4 separate regions of the Mus musculus genome follow, and all the other regions are linked to region 2. Evidence: chromatin contacts called from public HiCAR-type, HiChIP or PLAC-seq and promoter capture Hi-C data. All regions are on one chromosome and are shown on one strand. The core of a region is the stretch at or near the end of the contact, and the rest is flanking DNA. Distances in the headings are between cores, read along the strand shown. Region 1 holds the start of Ly6f (lymphocyte antigen 6 complex, locus F). Region 2 holds the start of Top1mt (DNA topoisomerase 1, mitochondrial). Region 3 holds the start of Puf60 (poly-U binding splicing factor 60). Region 4 holds the start of Ly6g2 (lymphocyte antigen 6 complex, locus G2).

Region 1 (2,700 bases), core at 112-2,611, 410 kb before region 2:
CTGAGATACTTTGGTCTGCCCTGTGGTTTACATCAGGAGAATCTGCTTGATGTTCTCTGAGCCTCTGGCTTCCTTCCCTTTGCAGCCTTGCCTGCTTAAGTGGATGTGCTCACCTTCACTGATGCTGTGGTCCATTTTCTGACTCATTGTCCTCTGAGCATACCTGTTCATTTACTGTGGCATCATCTCAGGATGATTTCCAGCTCAGGTCTCATTCGGTGCCTAGCCTTCCTACTCTAACCTGTATCAGTGCCTTGTAGACACTTACATGGGCTACTTACTGTGCTCTCAGCTCCACTAGGTTAGGAAACTCAGACTCTGGCTTGCTGTGGAGGCCCTGCTGCTCATCCCAAGGCTGGGCCACAGATGCCATCAATATTTGGCTAATTAGTAAGGTTTGAGTTATTACAATACCATGCCACATGGTAGTGACATAAAGGCCAAGGAAACTTATGTCCTTTTTGGGACACATTGGACTAGGACCTCATAGGTGAGGAGACAGGGCACATACAAACTGGAGGAGGAAGAAATAGCATGTGGCTTCTTCATGGTGGCTTCTGGGCAGCAGGGACACTGGGGTCATCCACCCTCTGCAAAAAAAAGCCTTGTGCCATGAAAAGAACTGCCTTGACTCTAGCTACCAGATGCTAATAGCACCTGCAGCCCCTTATATCACCCAAACATATCAGACACTGCTTAGTAACTTCCATCCCAGTTGTCAGTAAATTCTTTGCTCAGGACTTGCACTTTTTGAATATAAGACCCTGTAGAGCCAGTCGCCAGGTATTTGTCAGTTGTTTGCCTGCTTATAAAAAGGAGGGCCCTGGGCTCTGAGCCACTGCAACTCATACCCTCTAATTTGAAACAAGAAAAAGTCTGGTGGTGGTGGCAAAAAACACAAGCTACAGCACTTGCCTTTGAAAGTATTGGTTGTAGCCAGCCTGGTATACAGAGCAAGTCCCCCGGACAGCCAAAGTTACACAGAGCAAATATGCCTCGAAAAACAAAAACAAAAACAAAAGATGAAGGGAAACAAACAAACAAAAAAACTAGGAAAAGGCTGAGCAAGTTGCCTCTTTCCTTTGCTTTCTGAGGGCAAGCACAAGCCAACTGTGGCCCCTCCATCTCTGCTCTCTTATTCCTACAGCACCATTGTCTCTCCCCAACTGAGTGGTCCTCCCTCCTCAACAGCTATAAATCTTGCTGACCAGATCACCAACAAACCTTGCTAAATCTTAACCAATAAACATGTTGGCCTGGAGGAAGTAAGTATAGAAACCCCTCCCTCTTCAGGATGTCAGCTGGGAGGAGCTAAAGGAAATTAAAGTACTTACTTCAGTGCACATCTGACAGATCTTACCACTGTGCCTGCAACCTGGTCAGAGAGGAAGTAAGGACTGGTGTCAGGAGGGAGCTGCTAGGTGACAAAGGGAAGAGCCCTCAGGATAGGGCTGGGGTTGGGAGTGTGAGATTAGGAAGGAAAAGCTGGGTGGGTGGTGGATGAGAGAAATAGGCAGACATGTATTCCTTGGGGAAAGCTGGGGGGGGGGGGAGTGTTGGAGGGTGGGAAGAGTGGATGCTTGAGCCCTGTGAGAGCCCAGGGATGTGAATGATGATCTAATAACTGGCTTCAACTTCCAAGGTTTGATCTGTGCAGCCCTTCTCCAAGGATGGACAGTTGTCACACTACAAAGTCCTGTGTACTCATCCTTCTTGTGGTCCTATTGTGTGCAGAAAGAGGTGAGGTGGAAAATGAGAGATGGCCAGGAGGGTAAAATGGAGATGGCAAACTGCCTCAGGGTTGTGGTTACACCTGCACCTCCATTGTGTGCTCAGTGCCCAAGGTGTGCTGGTGTCAGGGGATTGGGAATCGGCTTGTGATGGGTGAAGCCTCATGTGTTGTGTGCTTTACTGGGTCTGTAACCCTGCCAGCGCCTGCCTTGCAACCATCACTACATACCAGAAAGACGTTTCAATGTTACTACCTGTGCCACAAACCCTGACCACCAGAGCAGCCTGTCCTTTAGACTCTAACCCTGCTGCCCTGGTCTACCAAGCAGGCCTCTGGCCTGGGTGCACACAAACTGGTAGAGGCTTCTTTTTCTGGCCTGAAGGCCAAGCCAAGGGTTTGGAATCCTCAAATCTTGGCATTTTACTTTTCCTTATGCCCAGCACATGCCACACGAGGCCCAAATGCTAGAACATCTCTATTCTAAGAAGTCTGAGCTTTCAGATACCCCTATACTTCTAGTTACATGTGTATTGCAGGAAACCTCATGGTGAGTCTGACCTTTGAGCTGGACTCTGGGACATTCAGTGCTTTGTCATGCTTCAATATACAGGGGCCAGCTCTGCAGGTGTAGGGTGGGACAGGTCAGAAAAGCCTTCCCTATCTGATGGCCCCACTACCTATTACACACCCACTCATTTCTTGAGCAGACATTTTGTATCTTTGTTTTCCCAATATGGTGATTGCCCCTCTAATTCCCCTTGGGGTGCAGGTCTCTGCTGTGGGTTTGGCTAGCTGAGGCAGCAGGGCCGAGCATACTTGAACAATGGAGGGTCATGGTTCACTTTTGCTTTTGGCAGAGGTGACTGGGCAGTAATATCCTTGCTCTGTCCTAGCACCCAGCAGCTGTGTGGAAGTAAAGACATTGGAGAGAAGGGTTCTGTTCTAGGAAGGGCATGAACTAGCCCTCA
Region 2 (2,700 bases), core at 57-2,556:
CAGTAAACAATTCCAGGTGTGCCCTCAGAAAGTAAGGAGCGGGCCGGGCTTCATAAACAGAGCAGCTCTTGCAAAGTAGCCAGAACTTGGATGCCTGAGGGGTGTGAGGGGTGAGAGGTGTCCCATGAACCATGCAGGAGGGAAAAAGAGAAAAGTGGTGGCCAAAGGTTCCCAGAGATAGGGGTTTAAATCCCATTCCGCTTCTCATGTGGGTCTAGGTGGGGAACAGTTCGGTGGCTGCATGCAGAAGTGCTTCGTGACACGACTCAGGCAGCTTTCCTCCAACATTCAGCCCAATTCGATGTCATAAAATGTGGACAAGCACCTCAGAACCTACACTGAGCGGCAAGCTCATTACCCAAACTGCTAGGCGAAGTCTACGGCCATCCCCATTTCACAGACAAGGACACTGAGATTGGGGCTATAAACAACTACTGTGGCGTGGCGTGGCGTGGGTGACATTCCTTTGTCCCACTGGAGAAGAGTATCAAGGAAGTTACCCCGATGTCCTGCTGTGAAGCCCTGTGTCTTCTCCTAGAGGCCACAACTCAGCCCCATTTGGAGAGTCAGGACAGCCCTGTCTTTCCCCTGGAATTTCTAGAGCCTAAGAGCTTAGCTGCCCCAGTCCGGGGCTGAGCTATCAAAAGCAGGTCAGCAGGTCAGCTGTAATGGCTGGCCCTGGAAGGGCTGTCTTCGCTGTGAACCCACCCACCACTCGGGCGATTAGACCAGGACATCCCCGCTCCCCAAGTGCTGTGAGCAACAATCCCACAACCCAGAGCTGGGCGCTTCCGGGAACCTCAGTACACGAGGGAAAGGTTGAAAAATCAGAATCTCACATATAATCTCAGCCTGGACAGCCATCCCAACCCCTAGGAAGTCCCTCGGGGCAGGCTGGTGACGTAAGGTAGGTATTGAAAGCTAAGGCCACGTGACAAAGAGTGTAAGAATCGTGGAGTGGGCCTGAGACCAATCAGGGAATCTGGGAACCACACTCCAAAGGGACCTCCTCCAAACCAAACGCGGCAGCCTGGAGGCCCAGACCCAATTACATGGGTGACCGATTTTTCCCAATGTGTCCGGTGTGGCCCGGCACAGGAGCAGGATTAGGCAAGTCACTGAGCCCTGTCTCGCCTGAGCTCCGTCCCACCCGCCTTACCCGGCTCTGTTCGCCTTCGCGACCCGGGACACCTGACAGGAAGGGACGCGGCAGGGGACATGCTGGAAACGCCGGCACAGGGCTCTGAGCCACAGCAGCAGCATGCGTGTGCGTGCATGCGTGGGCTCTGCCCGCTTTCCGAGGCCACGCCCTTCTGACAGAGCTCCGCCCCCACACGTCCAGGAGTCCCGCCCTGCCCGCCCACCTTGGGAAGGCGTCCCCAGCCAGGGCCGAGCATTGCCCCTCTCCCAGCGCTTCTACCTGCCATGGCAACCTGAGGAAGTCATGAGTAGACACACTTGGTCAGAGGGCCCTATCTACCCATCTAAGTGGCAAAACACCGAGTACCCACACCTCCAGGAGGACGCAGTTGCAGACACCAGCTGCCCTGCTCAAAGCAACTTCCTCTAGGCGACTGACCAACAGCACTGGAAGTCCTGCAAAAACTGCTGTTGCCTAGGCTCGCCGCCAAGAGACCAGGGCCATAAGCCATAGGCTCCCCCCTTCAACACATTCAGATCTGAAGACATGTGTACCAAGATCTCAAGACATTTGTACCAAGCAACAAAAATCTCCTAATCCGCGGACAGCTGCTCCCCGAGCCAGCAGCAGGCAGCCTTGGTATTTCCACTGAAACAGCACACAGGCCTGCAAGAAAGTGGTGAACAGGAAAGGTAAAAAATGAGACGGAGACCAGCAAGAAAGAGCTAGCCTATCCTGTAGGTCCCGCCCACGGTTACCAACTCACTGGATTCCTACTGACATCTAGCGGCCCGAGGCAGGAACAGAGCCGGGGAGAGGCTAGTGGGCCCCCTGCTGGACACGGCCAGTACTACAAAAAGTTTGCTGAGTATGATCAACAGACCAGCAAGACTTTGGGCATTCCAGGTCTGTAGCTGGCTGTCCAGGACCCTTGTACCCTTGAAGACCAGCTGGAGTTGTGACAGTTGGGGAGCATGGCCTCACAGCGTTCATATCCTCATAGCAGGTAAAAGGAGCCCTGTTTGCAACTGAGACCAGGCTTGAGGAAGAATTTCAGGTAGATGATGATGAATGCTGGAGCTGACAGTCAGACCTCCTGAGCCCAAAGTCCGTCATAAGGCTGTTCTGTGACAGCAGTGTCCACTCACACGTCGTAGCCGCCAACAGAGAGCTGGAGGGTGGGGAGGGCTTCATTGTGTAGAAGCCACAATTCAGGATAAGCAGGGGCATTTGACTTCAATACAAACTCAATGCAACCATCTCATTACGAGTAACATACAAGCGTTTTCACGTCGCTTTCCTCAACTTGATGGGCTACAATGGCCTGTGTCTGCCTGTGGGAGTCCACCATCTGCTCTTTACTAGACAAGTTTAATTTCTCTGAATCTCAGCCTCCTCCAGCACCTCCTCCAGAAAGTCTGATAAGAGCGAGGCAGACACATACACACTCAGAGACTTCAACCGCCTCTCTCCCTGGCGCCCCTGAAACCCACAGCTCAAAACTCCACTGCAGCAGCTGGAGAGATGGCACAGCCAATGAGTGCTTGCTGCACCAGCAT
Region 3 (2,700 bases), core at 187-2,686, 400 kb after region 2:
GAGAAAGAGAGAGAGAGAGAGAGAGAGAGAGAGAGACAATTCTCGGGGGCCTTGTGGTCAAATGCTGGCAAAGACGGCTTCAGTGGTGAGACTTACTGCTCGAGACCATCTCAATAATGACACTATCTGTCTAGCATCGCGCTAACCTTTCAGTCTGCATGAACAACAGGGGCTACCCAGAAATGAGGCATCCACTCTCCTCCAGTGCTGTTTAAAGTATTTTATACTCTGCCCTCACCCTTTCTTCTATCATCTGACAGCCACCTAAGGGCAGTCATCAACTCCTCAACTCTCTGGTTGTCTTTCCGAAAAGACCATTTACACCAATAGCGTCAAGCAGCGGAAGCAGGAATTTTTTTTTTTTTCTTTTGAAGTTAGCCCTGATGTGAGCAAGACATACTAGATCCACCCCTCACAAGCTGGAGCAAGTGCCCCTCTCCCATTATGAAGGTGCAGTTCCCAGCTAAGGCTGAGGAATGGCAGCCTGTGTGTACTCTACTCGACCCTACCCTACGGCTGGCCTCCAGGCACCTAGGGCTTAAGTGGTCTCAGCCCTTGCTTCATCCCCTCTGAGTGAGGGTGGCGGCTAACAAAAGTCTGGATTGCAGTGGGGTTAGGTCCAAGAGATAAATAGTCCCTGAAGGAACTCCTGGTGGTAGCCATTCAAGGAACATTCCCGACTGACTAGGGCAGAACCAAGTTCAGCCCTTGGAGCGTCCAGCCCAAGACAAGGGGGTTAGCAAAGTCTTATGATGCCCACCCGGACCAGTGACCGAGGCAGGCACCGGCTGTCGGGTTCCCCACAGAGGCAGTGACAGAATGGCTGTTTGAAAGGTGTGGAGGGGAATGGGGGTTGGGAGAGATGCTCTTCCCCTCCTGCGTGTTAACGGAACGGGAAACCCTCGTCTCTGCACCATGGCGCAGAGCAAATGCTAACGGGTCCGCCCCTTCCGCGTCCCCAACACGGGGCGTAGCCGCGCGGGTCTGGAGCAGGCACCAGGACACCCTAATGCCACCGGACGCCTAGACAGTTGTCGCCCAGTCTCGGCAGACAGGACCGCCCCGCGGGGATCCAGCAGGGCAGCTCCGCGGCCGGCCCACCCCGCCCAGCTGCCGGAAACTGGAGTCCTCGAGCCGGAAGCTGCAGTCGAGCCCCAGCCGTGGCCGCAGCCGCGCGCTCCCGCTCCGCCTCCGCCCCGCGTGCCGGGGACCACGGTAAAGTCCGTACGAGGTCCGGGTCGGGCCGCTGCGCACCCAGGGTCCCCTCCGCACCCTGTCCCAGCCGACGACTCACTCCTCCGAGCTGAGGGCCGCCCCCTGGCCGCGAGGGACTCACTTACGAGAGCTATAGTCGCCGTCGCCATCTTGCGTCCGTCGCGGCCGCCGCGCGCGCCACAAGCATCAGCTCCCTCCGCAGTCTCGCGCGATCTGGGCGTCGGACGCGGAAATCTCGCGACGTACGGCATAGCTACGAGAGCGGAGACCGAAACGCATTTCCGGGGCGGAGCAGGCCGTTAATGTACCGGAGGAGGACGGGGCGGGCCGGGGTTTTGGAGTGGCGACCCGGAGAGCCCTCCCCTGGTCGGGGGGGGGGGGGGTCGACATTTTTGAGTCAGTTCCGTCTGCCTCTTTTCCTACCACCCTATTTTAGTTGAGTCCACTCGCTGAAAGCTCGTAGACTGCGGAGACAGAAGACAAAAAGACTGATGCATCGTCCTTTGCATTGTCCATCTAAAGTCAGGAATCCTCATTCATTTTGAAATATGGTCTCTTTCCTAGTGAGAAAATAGCCGTTGACACGAAGATGGCCCCCAAAAGATGGCTCCCCAGCCTGTCCTGTGGTTATTGTCCTGTGGGCATAAATGTGTACGTTAGTCCCCAAGTCCTGAGCTATGTGTAAATATGTAGTTCATCTGGGCTTTGTGGCCGTAAGGCTGCCTGCAAGGCACCAACCACATCTGTAAGCTCAGGCACCTTCAAACTCCACCGGATAGCCATTCTCGTTTTCCACCCCTCGGGTTTTCAGACTTTAATATAGAGATCTTTAGCAAAACATGGCAGAATATTTTCCTCCCCCTCGGTACCCCCTTTAAACAGGAAAAAGCTCTACTGAAAGCAAACCTAAGTGGGCAGAGAAGTGGAATGCTGGGGAGCCAGGGGAGGGCCTTAGCAGGCTGGTGTGTGATGCTTGTGTCTTGAATTCTCCGAAAATGTGCAGATAGTTTAAAAAAAAAAAAAAAAAAAGTAGGTGCCTCCAGACTTCTATCCCTAATACAGGTTACTAGTCGTTCTGGCTCTGCCAACAGTGCCTGGAGATTAGCTCCTCCTGGGAACGAAGCGCTGAGACCCAGCTTAGCATCTCACTCTTAAGCAAAAGTGGCCAGCCAGAATCACCAAGCAGAAGAGCATGAAAAGAAACCAAGACAACAAAGGAAATGGAAGATACCTAAAGATGTTGCATCCCCCAAACAAGAAAATAAAGATCATGAACTTAGATTTCCCCATTTAAAAAAGAGAAAAATTAAAACGGCCAGGTGTTGGTGGTGCACTCCTTTAATCCCAGCACTTGGGAGGCAGAGGCAGATTTCTGAGTTCGAGGCCAGCCTGGTCTACATAGTTCAGGACAGCCAGGGCTACACAGAGAAACTCTTGTCTGGAAAAACACCCCCCCCCCAAAAAAAAACAAAACAAAATCTGCAA
Region 4 (2,700 bases), core at 89-2,588, 460 kb before region 2:
TTTGGGAGAGTGGCAGTCCCTTTGACCCTGACAAGTAGGAAGTGTTCTCATACCTATGAAATCTTGACAGCATGGCTGCCTAAACAAGACTTGGCTCCAGATAACAAAAACAGACAGACCCGCTATCACAGAAGGGTAAACCTTGTAGGTCCCAGCCTTAGACAAAGAACTGCAGGTACCAAAAAGTAATTGTGAGAGTTAAACAGTCTTCCATGGGGAAGAGCTCCCAAACTAAGGCCAAGTACTCAGCTCTGAAATCAGATTCCTACAACTAACATTATACAGCCTGAGCACCTTGTATTTATATAGTCAGGAACATATGTGTTCAAGTGTTTTTGTTTGGGGATAACAACAATAAAATAAAATTTGGGAGTCCAAGTGGGTTATATGGGAGGAAAGGAAGGGGGAAATGATGTAACAGCTTAATTTAAAAATATTTTAAAAATTTAAAAGCACATGAGAATATGAATGCTATTACATATGGTGAAAACATAATTCTTTTTAAAAGTAAGGTATATTCTTTTTAAACAATTCAGGAGATCACACTCCCTATACATTAGATTTGAATCCATCTGTGATATTATTTAGACAACTATTTCTCACTAGTCTTTTTATTCTTGGTAAGGAAGCTATCTGGACATCATCGGCCCACTATTGTTGTAACTTAGAAGTCAAATTATAGTTAAATCTCTTCCCCCCACCCTGCTCTAATATCCATCAGAGAGGGGCTTTGTGCCGTGATCTAGCCACTCCAACAGGTACCAAAGTATCTGCAAGCCATCTCTCATCTCTCAAACCCAGCCTTCAAGACTAAAAGGAAAAAATAATGAGAAAGAATCTGTGGACTTTAGTTCCAACAATGTAAACTGCCCGTTTCTCTGGCTTCCTCTCCCCTCTGCCTAGGGCTTGTAAAAGATAGGAGAGAACCTAATCAGACGTGCCTAACATCTGACCTAAGAGGAAAGTCTAAAGTGCATCCCGAATCTTATAGAAGTGAATAGAAAGGAGCCAGCCGCTGTGAGAAAGGCATGAGAGGTTGTAGGTTCACAAACATTTGCCCCCTTACCTTGCTTTCTGAATGGCAAGCACAAGTCACCTGTGGCCCCTGCTCTTCTGACATCCTAGTCCTCCTGAATAATGGTCCCGCCCCAACTGAGTGGTTGTCCCTCACCAACTGATATAAATCTAGCTGACTAGGTCACCAACAAACCATGCTATCTCTTACAAAATAAACATGATGGTCAGAAGGAAGTAAGTACTGAAGCCCCTCCCTTTTCAGGAATCCAGCTGGGAGGAGCTGGGGAAAGAGTAAAGTACTTCAGTCCACATCTGATTGACCTTTCCACTGTGCCTGCAACCTGGTCCGGGAGGAAGTAAGGACTGGTGTCAGGAGGGAGCTGCTAGGTGACAAAGGGAAGAGCCCTCAGGATAGGGCTGTGGTGGGAGTGTGGGATTATGAAGGAAACGCTGGGTGGGTGGTGGGTGAGAGAAGTAGACAGACATGTATTCCTTGGTGAAAGCTGTGTGGGGGTTGGAGGGAGGGAAGATTGGATGCCTGAGCTCTGTGAGAGCCCAGGGATGTGATTGGTGATTTATTAACTGGCTCCAACTTCCAAGGTTTTATCTGTGTACCCTTTCTCCAAGGATGGACAGTTCTCATGCTACAAGGACCTGTGTGTTCATCCTTCTTGTGGCCCTATTGTGTGCAGAAGGAGGTGAGATGGAAAATGGGAGAGGAGCAGGAGGGTACAATGGAGATGGAAAAGGGCCTCAGGGTTGTAGGTACTCCTATTGTGTGCCCAGGACCCTGGGTATGCTGTGGCCAGTCGACTGGGGATTTGCTTGTGGTGGGTGAAGCCTCCTGTGCTGGGGTGCTTTACTGGGTCTGTAAACCAGACCCTGCTTTGCAACAATCAAAACATGCCAGAAGGACTCTTGGACCTCACTACCTGTGCCAGGAACCCTGGCCACCAGAGCAGTCTGTCCTTAGACTCTACCCTGCTGCCCTGGCCTCCCAGTCAGGACACTGGCCTGTGTGCACACAAACTGGCAGAGCCTTCTTTTCCTCCCAGCTGCCAAGTTAAGTGGTGTGGAATCCTTAATGCCTGACATTTGGCTTTTCCTTTTGCCCCAGCCAATGAGACCTGAATGCCAGAACTTCACAACTCTAAGAGCTCTGAGCTCTCAGATGCCTCTATACTTCTAGTCACATCTTTATTTGGGGAAGCCTCATAGTGAGCCTCAGCTTTGAGCTGGACAGTGGGAAGTTATGTGATCTGTCATGGGCCAATAACCAGGGGCCAGCTCTGCATGTTAAGGGTGGGACAGGTCAGAAGAGCCCTCTCCATCTGAGGGCCCCAGTAACTACTTACACACCCACTCACAGGTTCAGCAGACATTTGGTATCTATGTCTTCCCAATATGGTGAATGTGTCTCAAATACCTCTAGGGGTGCAGGTCTCTTCTGTGGGGCTGGCTAGTTGAGACAGCAGTACAGAGCACATTTGAACAATGGATGCTCTTGTTTTGCTTTTGCTTTTCGTGGAGGTGAATGGGCAGCAATGTCCTTGCTCTGTTCTAGTGGCCAGCAGCTGTGTGGACTTAAAGACATTGAGAGGACATGTTTGGCCTAGGAAGGGCATGCCCTAGCACTCATGTATTGTCTTCTTTCTCAGCTCAGGGGCTGGAGTGCTACTGTTG

What was found. Promoter capture Hi-C pulls out the DNA fragments that hold promoters and counts their contacts. HiCAR-type assays count read pairs that join an accessible place to other places. HiChIP or PLAC-seq counts read pairs in DNA pulled down with a chosen protein or histone mark.
Region 1: a contact with region 2 is called in a HiCAR-type map of kidney, with 5 times the contacts expected there. The contact joins the promoter of Ly6f here to the promoter of Top1mt in region 2. A contact is called at or near these places in 6 of 39 promoter capture datasets (the 3T3-L1 cell line, embryonic stem cells, liver and 1 more), 2 of 15 datasets of contacts at CTCF or cohesin (embryonic stem cells and pro-B cells), 2 of 484 Hi-C or Micro-C datasets (myocytes and reprogramming fibroblasts) and 2 of 115 datasets of contacts at active chromatin or transcription factors (kidney and pancreatic cancer cells).
Region 3: a promoter capture Hi-C map of embryonic stem cells shows a contact between it and region 2, with 2.1 times the contacts expected there. The contact joins the promoter of Puf60 here to the promoter of Top1mt in region 2. A contact is called at or near these places in 2 of 39 promoter capture datasets (embryonic stem cells and stem cell-derived epiblast-like cells) and 2 of 115 datasets of contacts at active chromatin or transcription factors (both in embryonic stem cells).
Region 4: a contact with region 2 is called in a FOXA1 HiChIP or PLAC-seq map of pancreatic cancer cells. The contact joins the promoter of Ly6g2 here to the promoter of Top1mt in region 2. A contact is called at or near these places in 4 of 39 promoter capture datasets (the 3T3-L1 cell line, liver and stem cell-derived epiblast-like cells) and 3 of 115 datasets of contacts at active chromatin or transcription factors (extraembryonic endoderm stem cells, pancreatic cancer cells and trophoblast stem cells).

Annotation. Positions count from the first base shown.
Region 1 is chr15:75,267,060-75,269,759 of GRCm38.p6, forward strand. It overlaps Ly6f (lymphocyte antigen 6 complex, locus F), which reads left to right and starts at 1,362. Exons shown (of 4, transcript NM_008530.2): 1 at 1,362-1,421; 2 at 1,643-1,740. The coding sequence starts at 1,671.
Region 2 is chr15:75,677,494-75,680,193 of GRCm38.p6, forward strand. Top1mt (DNA topoisomerase 1, mitochondrial) reads right to left here and starts at 1,307. Exons shown (of 14, transcript NM_028404.3): 1 at 1,160-1,307. The coding sequence starts at 1,263.
Region 3 is chr15:76,079,510-76,082,209 of GRCm38.p6, forward strand. Puf60 (poly-U binding splicing factor 60) reads right to left here and starts at 1,437. Exons shown (of 12, transcript NM_028364.2): 1 at 1,341-1,437. The coding sequence starts at 1,364.
Region 4 is chr15:75,215,040-75,217,739 of GRCm38.p6, forward strand. Ly6g2 (lymphocyte antigen 6 complex, locus G2) reads left to right here and starts at 1,339. Exons shown (of 5, transcript NM_001371105.1): 1 at 1,339-1,373; 2 at 1,645-1,715; 3 at 2,676-2,700. The coding sequence starts at 1,646.